2 separate regions of the Columba livia genome follow, and region 2 is linked to region 1. Evidence: chromatin contacts called from public Hi-C data. All regions are on one chromosome and are shown on one strand. The core of a region is the stretch at or near the end of the contact, and the rest is flanking DNA. Distances in the headings are between cores, read along the strand shown. Region 1 overlaps LOC110364023 (a long non-coding RNA gene). Region 2 holds the start of CDPF1 (cysteine rich DPF motif domain containing 1).

Region 1 (5,704 bases), core at 2,940-5,439:
TAGACTTTTCCCCTGCTGTAGTGGTATCCCCCATGCTGTCTTTTCCCGCTAGCATTGTCAGAACTGCCACACTGTAAATGCTGCTTAATCACCAGTCTTGTCAGTGAGTTAAAAAGACAAAACTTCAATGAAAGTAGGGGGTCCATTTCTCCTTTTGAGTATCTGCCAGCAGATTAGTTGGTGGGGGAAAGGTGGTTAGGGCTTGAGTTTTCTGTTTCCTGCTGTAAGGAGTGGCTGTTGAGGGAGGCTTGAGGAAGCCGCTTTGGTAGGAAGAAGCTAAAAGATTTTGTTAGTTGCCGTATGTGCATGAGACAGATGCTGTAGCATATTTTTGTCAGTCTGAAATGAAATAGCTTTTCTAATGGCGCGGATCCCTCCCTGCTGCCCAGAGGCAAACAATTGGAGTGGGAATTCCGGATGGGGGGGAAGATGAAAAAGCCACAAGGCCGCCAAAGGACTCGGGCTGCCCATTCCACAGACCTCTAGCTCTTGTTCTAACACCTTAAAATAATCCTCTGGCATTTAAAATAAACCTGATTTTCTTCTCCTCGGAGCATGCATAAAGTAACGTTACTCCTTAACTCTTCAGATCCAGCTCTTTTGACAGAGGCATACAACAACTCACTTTCTCCAACTCCAAAAAGGTGTTTTGTAGGGTATGGCTTTATTTCTTTAACTGATTGAAGCGACCCATGTTTAAGCAGTACCCAAATCAGGCCAATCCAGACATCCCGAGTTTATAACTCACAGTACCTTAAAGCCAGAAGCACCAAAGAATCAACAGCTTGTGAGCAACCCCCAAAACAGGCACTGGCCACCTGCCTGCCACCTCGAAACAAGATGGCTGGATATACGGCCTGGGGTGGGATGGCAGCAGCCTGACAGGGCCCCATCACTCCCTGCCCTGAGCCTCACTGTTTTCAGGGGGTTTTTTAGATGTAAACAGTGCTCGCTGTTGGTGCTATATTGTGGTACTTCTGACAGCAAGTATTGTTTATTAAATGATACAGTGCAGCATTTAGGTACAGAAGTTGAGTGTTACAGCCATGTTACGGACTGCTACTGCTAGATGGTGTGTTGTGGCACCCAAACCGAGATACTCAATGTCATGCAAATGTCCGAGCCCTGGCGAACTAAGTGGAAAGAGGGCAGCTAAATAGAGAATCACAACACTGTGTAATGAAAGCAGCACCTTCCTGGAGGGGACAGACCCCTGAAGGCACCGAGTGGCAACTCTGACAGAGGCCAGCTCAGCTTTACAACATGGTGGAACTGAGGTGAGCTCTGAGCCCACTCTTCCCAATCCAGAAAAGTCTCTGACCTCTTGACCTCACCGCAAAAGCTGCAGTACATCTTTTTGTACACATCATAGAATCATAGAACCATTTTTGTTGGAAAAGACCCTCAAGATCATTGGATCCAACCATTAACCTAGCACTGGCACTAAACCATGTCCCTAAGAACCTCACCTATGAATCTTTTAAACACCTCCAGGGATGGTGACTCCACCACTTCCCTGGGCAGCCTGTTCCAGTGCTTGACAAACCTTTCTGTGAATACGTGTTTCCTAATATCCAGTCTAAACCTCCCCTGGTGCAATTTGAGGCCATTTCCTCCTGTCCTATACTTGCTACTTGGGAGAAGAGTCCAACAGCCTCCAAGCTACAACCTCCTTTCAGGTAGCTGTAGACAGCAATATCATCCTTTTCTCCAGGCTAAGCAGCCCCAGTTCCCTCAGACGCTCCTCATCAGACTTGTGCTCCAGGCCCCTCACCAGCTCTGTCACCCTCCTCTGCACTCTCTCCAGCACCTCAATGTCTTTCCTGCACTGAAGGGCCCAAAACTGAACACAGGATTCGAGGTAGGGCCTCACCAGTGCTGTGAGGGGAGGACAATCGCTCCCCTAGTGCTCTTGGCCACACTATTCCTGATACAAACCAGGATGCTGTTGGCCTTCTTGGCCACCCAGGCGCACTGCTGGCTCATGTTCGCCCATCTGTCAATCAACATCCCCAGGTCCTTTTCCAACAGGCAGCCATTCTTCCCCGAACCTGTAGCGCTGCCTGGAGTTGTTGTGACCCAAGTGCAGGACCCAGCACTTCACCGTGTTGTACTTCATACAATTTGCCTCAGCCCATTGATCATGGGAAGGGGACTGTGAGCACTCATCCTGATGGAGAACATCCCTCTCTCTTGCAGGCCAGTGAGTTGTGCCTGCTGATGATTGCGTTCCTTGGTTTGGGCAAGGTGTGAATTCATCCAGACCTTTTTACTTCTACAAAATCCCCAAACATTATCATACCTTAAAACAGTACCTTAGGGTATGAACACGGTGTCAGCAACACTGTATGTAGTATCAGATAAATCTTTGCTTTTTAAAAGTAAACTTAGAATAAAACCTTGATTACCTGCATAATTAATCCCCTTTCACAGGAATTTGCATGCCTGAATAATTAAAGAATTAGGGCCTAAAAATGAAAAGCAAGCAAAGCCTGCATTTTTGTACTTGAAAAGCTTCAGCAGCAATCATGATAGTTCACAGCGCATAAATAATTCAAACTGAGCTTCCTCGCTTTCTTTTTTCCCTCACAGAAATCCTCTTAGTGCTTCCTAATTAAATGAAAATATTTTATAAGCCTTCATTTTGTGACATCACAAGAATATTTTAAACTCTGGATTAGACAAGCCGGATTTACATTTTCAGTGTTTGTGATCTGATATTCGGAGACGTTTAAAGGAACTATAAACCACCACAAAGTGGTGTTAAAACAGGAATGTACTTTTTAAATGAATGAAAAAAAAAAAATCTGTATTGTGCTCATCAACTGAATTTAAGTCAACTTTTAGTTTTACTCAGCAGCTCTGCACTTTTGCCTTAAAACGCTCCGGCTGTAAATAAATTCGGCAAAATCCTGACAAAAACTACACAAACGGGGGGGGGGAACACATATTGCAGGATGACAAGTCAGCTTTAAAAGATTTTTCTTCCCCCATTTCAACTGTAACCATCGCCCCCTGCTCGCTCGGTGCCCCGAGGGCTCGTCGCGGTCGTGGGTCTCGTCACTCCCGGCTGCGGGGCGGCGCGCTCCCCGGGCGGCAGCAGGGGGCGCTCTCCGCCCGCCGCAGGCTGTGCCGGCCCGTCACTCAGCGCGGGAAGAACGTTCTGGAAGGGCCTTGTTTACGGTCTCCGCCCGCTGGCTCGGTGCCCTCCGTGAGGGGCGGCCGAGTGGGTGGCCACTGGCGTGCCGCTGACCCCCTCGGGCACCCTCTGGCCCGGCACGACCCGGTTGTTGTAGTTTCCCGGCAGTGCGGCGGCAGGCTCGCTCGTTCGCTCCTTGGCACGAAGCTGGGGTCGCTCCGGTGCCAGCCCGGCTCCCCGCTCCGCCTTCAGAGGCGGAAAAGAAACGCTGCGCCACTCCATGCCGTTCCCCTCGCCACGAAGCTGCCCGCCCCGCCCGCTGCCATGCCGCTGCCGAGTGCTGGCGCAGCCGCCTCGGCTCTGCCCGGCCCCTATGGCACACGGCCCGGCTCCCGCCTCCCTCCATTTTCTCTCTCCGCCCTTTGCGGCGCTGGGCTTTCCTCGGTGTTCCCGGCTCTCCTCTTCCCCCCTCCCCCGGCAGCCGCCCGCAGCCACATGTCCCCGTCTCCCCCTGCTCGGCCGCACGCACGCAGGGGCAGGACGCGGCCGCTCCCAGCCCGCCCTTTTCCTCCGGGCCGGGGAGCGGAGTCTGATGGCTGTCCCGGCCCACGGGTGCCGCGGGAGGGCGACAGGGCCCGCCAGGTGCCGGCCAGCGGGACGCCGGGCTTGCGAGGCGGAGGCTTGTCGCCCCGCTGGCCCCTCGCTATGGGAGGGGGGAGGACTCGACGGGCAGCACGCAGACATCTTTATTTTCGGTTCCCCCCCCCTCCGTCGGGCGGGGTGCTGGCTGACTGGTTGATTTTCTTGGAGGGCCCTGGGAATACGGACTCGAAGGGGTTGCGATTCCTTTTTGTTTTCAGTTGTTCGGCTCTCTGAACCCCAGCGCTCTCGCTGAACGTGTGCGGTGCGGCGGGGCGCAGAGCTGCGACTGCCGCTCTGGGAGCCCAACAGCAGTGTCACCACCCTAAACAGAGATATACCCCCGCCCCGTCTCCTATCGCCAAGCCTGTGCGGGGAAACCCGCAAGCAGGAGCGGCCCCCTCCTCTCGGGCGCGCCCGGGGCAGGGCCGGGCCGCGGTCCCCGGTCCCCAGGCGGGCGGGGAGGCGCCCGGAGGGAGCGCGGAGGGATGATGTCGTCCCCTGAGCGCTTACTCGGCCCCCAAGTTAATGCTTCTATTACTATTTGATGCAATCCTATCCTCCACTGTCCTTTTTTAATGGGCAGGAACCGGGGCCTTCGTGGTGGCTGTTTAAAATGGCGAGGATGTCTGCGTGCCGCTTGTCCCTGCTTCTGGTCTCCTTTCGTTTTGTACTGCCTTATTTATATTAAAAAAAAAACCTGCCAAAATGCGAACAGCCAGAGTGCCCCGGTCTGCCTTTTGCCTCCCAGGTGATTGAACACATAATATTCAGGGCCTCCGAAGTGTATTTTAAAGACAAGATTGATGAAATCATATTGATTATTTTAAAGTAATCACACCGATTATTTAAAAATAGAGACATTGCTCCCGTGTCACAGTTTTTAATGAGAGTTTATCGCTACACCTCCTGAACTCTGCATTTTTTACTGTTTGTGAAGAGGAAGGTCAGTTCTGGGATTTAAAACTTTCCCCGGATTAGATTGTACATTTTAATCCTGGCAGCCAACCCCGTGGTCGTTAGTCATGATCAGAGGTAATAACCGGGGAATGTGCCATTATAAAATAATCCGGAGGTATTATGTAGAGAATGGTACGGCCAGATTTTATCACTGTGGTTTATCATACTGCTTAGATTCACCGAGGGATCGTTCTGTTTAATCCATTTTACTAAGCACTGTATAAACCAGACATAAAGACAATGCCTGGCTAGAAAAGCTGCTTCTGCTACTGACTTTGCATTACCTCGGGTCTAATTTGTCCCTGTTATATTTAAAGATGCAGTTTTTCATAAAATGAATGTCAATCAGAATATCTAAATCTTTGGCATACACTTTATTTGACACTGAGCTGGTTCAGGATGTTGTACAAGGCCTAGCGCAGAGATACGGAATTGCTGCTTTCTGCAAAAAAGATAAGAGACATTGCAGGAAAAAAAAAAATAATAAAAGGTTTGTTCCCTCCACAGTGGGAGCTTCGTGGGGGAACATCCGAGCGACAGTTCGGTCATCAGGAACATCTGCTGTGTTGCTGACTACCCGTCCTAAGATTTCTTTTTTTTTTTCCTTTTCTTATTTTTTTTTTCCTTTCCTTTACTGATGTATCCACAATGTGTTGATTTTTAGTTTTGCGGTAATTCTTTCAACTGTTTCTGTTGCCAATGTAACGAGCAGGGAGCGCAGCGTGCGGGCCCGATCCCGCAGCGCTGCCCGACCCCGCCGTCGGGGAGGCCCGGCTGCTGCTCCTGGCACTCCCCTCTTCGTGCCGTGGTTTCCTCGCTTCCCGCGTGGGCTTCATCTGTTCCATTGCCTCTGGACTCTGCCAGCTAGGCGCAGAGCTGGGTTTCAGACACAACACCATTAAATTTTAGGATACCGAGGTGGTTTTTGTGTGGGGGTTATTTTTTTCATGCTCCCGCCTCGGAGCA
Region 2 (6,489 bases), core at 2,925-5,424, 460 kb after region 1:
AAGAAAACACAAAACTACTGGGGGTGGGAGGGGTGGTATGGGGTAAAGATACCCTCTGTTACTCAACCCTGAGCAAGCTTTCTTTTCCAGGGCACTTGCTGTGAGTTTCATCACAAGGGTTTACAAATAGGTGCCTTGTTTCACACCTTCACACAAAGTTCATTTTGGTCTTGCCCCTTTTATTACAGTGGGAATCAGTTCTTCAGTCAGGTGCTAGTGGCTTCAAGACCTCCTGACTTACGCATAGGGTAAATTCCTGTTTAGTAGCCATGTAGCAATACAAAATAATGTTAATTCAGCCAGGCACAAACACCATGAATTTCTAGCATGGTTTTGGGTTAGTCTGGTTGCTCCTCTCAGGAAGACTTTGCTTCCCAACTAGTGCTTGGATTACTTTGCCTAAAAGTCAGGCAGCTACTAAGGCTGCATCTACTTCTTTCAACACCTGATATTCTCATCAAATAGGTATCAAAGCATATATACAAGAACCACTTCCAAAATTTTCTGTAGGACACAGAGAAATTATTCTTGTTCTTAGACAGCTGAAGACATATTTTACCATAGACAGCCAGGCCACTTCTTTTGTGCGTGCCCATAGTCTGCACAGCCTGTTCTCCACAGCATGTGCGCTTATGCTCTTTCCTTCCACAAGCTCTTTTGGACAACTTTACTGCTCTGTTCATCACAGGTAAAATTGCAGGAAGGTGGGTTTTTCACATGTGGCAAATTTAACCATGGATAGAGAGGTGTTATCTCAGACACCACTATAACCAGAGTGGACTGCTCCTACTGGGTCATATGCTAGGAGAGTAGACATGCAACATCTTTGCAGTCCTGGCTTTTTGTCCAAGAAGCTCAAAATCCAGTGAGAATCAGCAGCATCCTCAATGTGTCATAGATATTTAGGTAACTGTCCTTTGGCTTCAGATCTCTTGTCTGTTCAGCATGCATAGATCAGGCTGACTAAGATTTCACTGAGGTCCAAGAGGAAAGTGTACTGCAGAATGGAGCTTATTAAGCAGCAGAATTTATGGTCGTGATAGAAAATTTATATGCCATGTTGATGTTAAGTTTTTAAAAGTACTGGCTACAGCTATAGATAGATAAGGCTTAAGAATGCTGTGATTGTTAAAGATTTAAATGTATGTTTCATTTTTGCACATATGCATACCTCTAAGTGTGGGTATTAGTAATAACTTTACTCGGTGTTAGGAAAGTTAAAACAAAATAAACAAACGGGGAAGAAGGCTTAGTGGAAATTATGGTATGTAGTTAAAAGCAGACTTTATAGAGGGTAGCATGGTTCATGTGTTAACTGGCCAGTAAAAAAATCAGAAAGAGCAGGTGAAAGATGCTCTCAGCAGGCACTGAGAATAGGAACTTAACAAAACACTCACTGTCTCTTGCTTCATCCTGGCCTAGAGCAAAAAAAACCACAAAGCATTGCAATTGCATAGATAACTCACTCTTCACAGCTTGTTTGATTTGATCAGGGATTGGACTAGATGATCTTTTGAGGTCACTTCCAACCCTTAACATGCTGTGATTCTGTGATTTATTGATTTTTGTGCCAGTAAAAGCACTGCTTTAGCCAATAGGCCAGTGCAAAGGCAATGTACAGGCTAGAAAGTGTAGCATATCAACAAGCCTGGGGAGCAAATCCCCATTCCAAGGGAGGCTAACAGCAGAATCCAAATCTTTTCCTACCATTATCTCAAATAAAACCCCTCTTTGGTCAGAACACATCCAAGCAACCTGCATCTGTGAGGAATAATACTTTCAGGGATCCCCCACTGTTCTTGATGTAACTTTGTCGCATTTGTAGATGTACATCTTGACTCCATTTGAGGCAAAACATAAAGTGAGGCAAAATATGAAGTAATGCTCTCATTATAACCACTACTTTGCCTGGCAAACTTCTTCCTTTACATCATAAATTAAGGCACAAGGAAAACAACATTTTTGACATGGGCTCCTGGAGCACGAAGGTCTTAGATTTTGTCTATATAAAACATAACATTTTAATGGTAAGGATATAGTTAAAGTAGTGCAACATTTTTGTGGAAAATTAATTATACTGACAAAAAAGGGCTAATATCAATGCAACTTATAACTATACCAATTACGGGGAATAAATCAGCATATGATATCTTTGCACTTGTGTACTTCTACTGTGGTGTATTGGTATTATTACAGAAGGGGAGAAGTTCTAACTGAAAAAAACACTACAACCAATATACAAACCCCCAAGTATTAGTATAACTACTAGTACATAAATCAAATTATTTGACTCACAGATGCCTAGAGATGGAAGCCAGCTCAAAAGATTAAGTCCATCATCCCCAAGGCACAACTGGCTGCATTTTGCAGTGTTTATTAAGATTCTCCTACTAGCCCCAGTGCCTTAGACACAAGTAACAGGTCAGCGAGCAAGTCTAGATTATGTGTAAAGGAAAGTCACATGATTAACCTCCCTCCTTAAGCAGAGAGACGATTTCTAGCATCCATGAGATATATTTATCGGGGTTCTCAGGGCAGATATAGAAAGAAACTGTGGTACCCCATCTCTCATGCATCTTGCAAACTTCCTACCTCCCTTTCATTTTTCAAGCAAGTTGAGTACCTGATTGTTTCAATAGCTCTATGGTCCTATAATTCCAAAGCTGTGATCCCAAACCACCTTGCTTAGGTGCAACCTCATACTGGAAATGCCTACATATCACAGGAAATAAGGATTTCCCCTTAGTTCCCCATGCTTCTTAAAGCTCCTTCTTTGTGTATGTCCAAAACCAGTGTCCTCGCACAGCTCTGAGCTTCCCTGGAATCCTCTCCACAGTCCCCTTAAAGACTGCCTCATCCTGCAGCTCCAACTCCCAAAGTTCCTCATAAAAAGCAATCTGTGGTGACTACATTCTACTAAGCAAAGAATACGCTTTATATAAAACTCTTCTGTAAAAAAAAAAAAGAAATAAAAAAAAATAAAAATTACAAATCAAGCTTTGGATCTGTATCCAGAATCAGCAGCTCCTGTTAAGCAGCCACTTCAGTCACCAGGCTGCTCTTTGGTGGGTCAGGATCTCTTAACTTAGACTCTCCTCACATTTGCTCCTGCAGTTTGAAGGGGAAGGTACCACCTCTCAGTGTAACTCATGCTCTAGTGACTTGGGCACTCTAGAGGTGGCAACTGAGGATCTGAAACCTTCCATGGTCTGGGCGAAGTGGGAATTTGGACACTGCTCTCCCACCTCTGCAGCAAGGCCTCCTCTACCCACCATCTCCTACCCCAGGGAGGGTTCTGGCCACCACGCTTCCAGAGGGGGATCCCACCTGGTAAGGAAAAAAGAAAAAAAAACGTTTTCAGACCTCAGACACGCAGCCTGCTGAAGAGAGGTTCAAGACTGATTCCTTTTATAATAGTATTAACGGCAATTTGGGTTTCCTGTGCAGCCTCTACGCTGGGGCCTGGCTTCCAAAAGGGCCTGGTTCCCCAGCCTCTTCCCCGGGGAGCAGCAAGACCGCAGCCTGGGTTCAGCAACAGCACAGAATCATTTTGGTTGGAAAAGACCCTCAGGATCATTGAGTCCAACCATAACCTAACTCTTGCACTAAACTATGTTCCTAAGAACCTTGTCTATACACCTTTTAAACACCTCCAGGGATGGTGACTCCATCACTTCCCTGGGCAGCCTGTTCCAGTGCCTGACAACCCTTTCTGTGAAGAATTTTTTCCTAATATCCAATCTAAACCTCCCCTGGAGCAACTTGAGGACATTTCCTCTTGTCCTATCACTTGCTACTTGGGAGAAGAGACCAACACCCTCCATGCTACAACCTCCTTTCAGGTAGTTGTAGACAGCGACAAGGTCTCCCCTCAGCCTCCTTTTCTCCAGGCTGAACAGCCCCAGTTCCCCCAGCTGCTCCTCATCAGACTTGTGCTCCAGGCCCCTCACCAGTCGCGGAGCCAAGACCGCCGTTTCTCCCCACCCGAACTGCGCGGCACCCACCGGGACCGGCGCCGCCACCCGTGGCGACAGGCGGCGGAGCCACCAAGGCCGCTTCCTGCTTCCCGCGCCGCCGCTGAGGCGTCAGGGCCCAGCGCCGCTCCTGCTCAAAGGCCCAGCGCCGCAGGGCGCCGGGTCAGGTGGCGCTGTGCGCCTGCGCGGGCCCCGCACGGCGCCTCCTCCCGGGTGCGTCGGCTCCTTGCTGAGGACGGGAGGCACCGCGGCTGCTGCGGGCAGCTGCCGGTTACCGTCCCCCACGGGCACGTATCGCGGTGCGGGACGGGCAGATCGCGAAACCCCCCCAGGAGTCGTCCAAGGAGGAGGAAGGGGTTTCGGGTTTGGAAACGGCAGGTCGTGTCCTGTGCAGCCAAGAGTGACTGAGGGCCGATGGACGGCACCGGGTCAGCAGCACTAATGCTCCCGACACCCTCATTGCGCCGTGAAATGCATGCAAAATGCAATAAATAAATAATTAAATAAATACTTTATATATACATACATATATACACATATAAATATATATATGTATTTTGTGGTCTGTTTGTATTCAAAGCGAACTGCCTGGAGGGTGCCCCCAGCTTTATGAATGACAGACGGGGGTTTCAACCAAGCTGATTAGTCTTCCCAGTTGCCTGGGACAGCCTGCCCTAAAGAGGAGGTCACAGAGTGACCAGTGAGCAGGTACAGTGTTATGGTACAAAAGTCTACCCCACCCTCATCCTCTCCAGCTATAAACTGGGATTTTATAGTCCAGAGTGAAGCGCTTCCAACATGACACTGTAACGAAGTCTTCTGCATACAAATGCAATGCAGTGTTGTGAAGGTTTACTATTAATTACCAGGTCACACCCTGATGACTCATCCTGTATTTCTTTTGTTCCTTACACTCTGAGTAGTAGGGATTTATCAGCATTTTGAGATCTCAGGCCATTTTCGCTCTTGGATTAGCCCGTGCTTGGTGAGAGGCAAGAGTCCAGCTCAGACTCCTTGAGCAAACTCCTTGTATGTCACCTCTGCGGAAAGGGCACCGGTTCCCACATGTGACGGCTCTGGCTGGTGTGGAGTTAGTAACACCATGAGACACAAGGTCGTGCTCAGCAAAATAAATGGAGCAAGGAAAGTTTTTTTTGGAAAAGTAACTTTTACTCAGAGTCTGGCTGGGCATCTGTCTGCAGGTGGTGTGTGACTGCCTTTGCGTCGCTGGTGGGTTTGGGTTTTCTCCCCCTTCACTTGTTAAACTGTCCTTATCTCACCCCACAAACTTTTTTCTTGCTTTTGCCTTTCAATTATCTCCCCATGCTGCTGGGAGGGGAATGAACAAGCAGCCAGGTGGAGGCTTACCTGTCAGCCAGGGTCAACCCACCACACCAAGACAGCCAAGTACCACAGAAATTGATGCAAAATAGTCTGGCGAAAAGCTGAGCACAATCACTAGTTGAATCTTAAAAGTAAATAGTTTATTTATGAACATTTATTTGAAATGCAAGTATTAAAGAGTAAAGACGGTCTTGAATACAAGGTCTTTCTGTGCTTAAATTACAAGATAAACCATTTTTTTTCCATTTATTTCTCTGTTCTTGAGCCCTAAATGTCGCTGATGTTTTCTGCGAGGCTGCCCATAGAGTAGTACACTGTGAAAAAAATCGGGTTCACGGGGTTTGGATGTTTTACAGATCAAAAGATAAAGTATCTTTCTGAGCTTTTGCAATATAAAAGTAACCGCTTGTGCTTCATGAGATGGTTCTTCATATACAGGTTGTTTCATATCTCCATAGGCAGACATAATAAGAGCTTGGAAGAGATTGATCAAGACACAGATCATCACCAACATGAAAGAGGCTAGGAAGAAAGCCCCCAGCAACCTGTTGGATGAAAATGAGGTCTCTTTGAATGCTGAGACACAGTAAGAGACTACAGTCTGAGCTGAGTGAATCATGTTACTGTAATTCCTTTCATGCTGCCCAAACACAAGGTAGCCAAAAGCCATAAATATAAAGAAGAACACTGCCACCACGAGGGCCATTGAGGAGATTCCGGGAAGGGCTGCCAAGATTGATCTTTCTGCCAGGCGCACGTCATAAAAGACTCGAGAATATTTTAGAGTTTTCAAAACTGCAAAAAACGTTAAAAAGCCCATAGTAATCCTTAAAATCTGATCTAAAAGAGAAATTGAATGAAAATGAGCAAAATCATATGGATGAGCTAAGTAAAACCTTACTACATCTGCTCCCGCCTTAAACTTTATGATCTTTAATAAAATAAAGAGCAAGAATGCTGATTTTAAGCCAAAGTTGATTATATTGGAAATGGTTTTAAGATAATGTTTTTTTTCTCGGCCTATCGTGTAAAGCTCATCTGCAACGTAAACGATCAGAAAGGTAAGCAAAATTGCAAACACAAACTTTGGACCTACAGTTAGCTGATGATAAATGGGGATTGCAAAAGAGTGTACTGACAAACTTGGTTTTATGATCCCAAAATGAGACAT

Evidence for each region. A called contact is a pair of places that touch in the nucleus more often than the background predicts.
Region 2: a Hi-C map of liver shows a contact between it and region 1, with 2.9 times the contacts expected there. The contact joins the promoter of CDPF1 here to the enhancer-like site in region 1. A contact is called at or near these places in 2 of 2 Hi-C or Micro-C datasets (crop and liver).

The regions. Positions count from the first base shown.
Region 1 is chr1:139,904,537-139,910,240 of bColLiv1.pat.W.v2, forward strand. LOC110364023 (a long non-coding RNA gene) reads left to right here. Exons shown (of 3, transcript XR_010466753.1): 3 at 1-744. Among named protein-coding and RNA genes, the nearest start is that of WNT7B, 19 kb to the left of the region's middle. Within about 2 kb of position 4,190, at least 1 of the 3 cell types and tissues checked has an H3K27ac peak away from gene starts, as active enhancers do.
Region 2 is chr1:140,365,506-140,371,994 of bColLiv1.pat.W.v2, forward strand. CDPF1 (cysteine rich DPF motif domain containing 1) reads right to left here and starts at 4,175. Exons shown (of 4, transcript XM_065033456.1): 1 at 4,005-4,175. It overlaps PKDREJ (polycystin family receptor for egg jelly), which reads right to left. Exons shown (of 1, transcript XM_021297333.2): 1 at 5,437-6,489. The coding sequence ends at 5,533.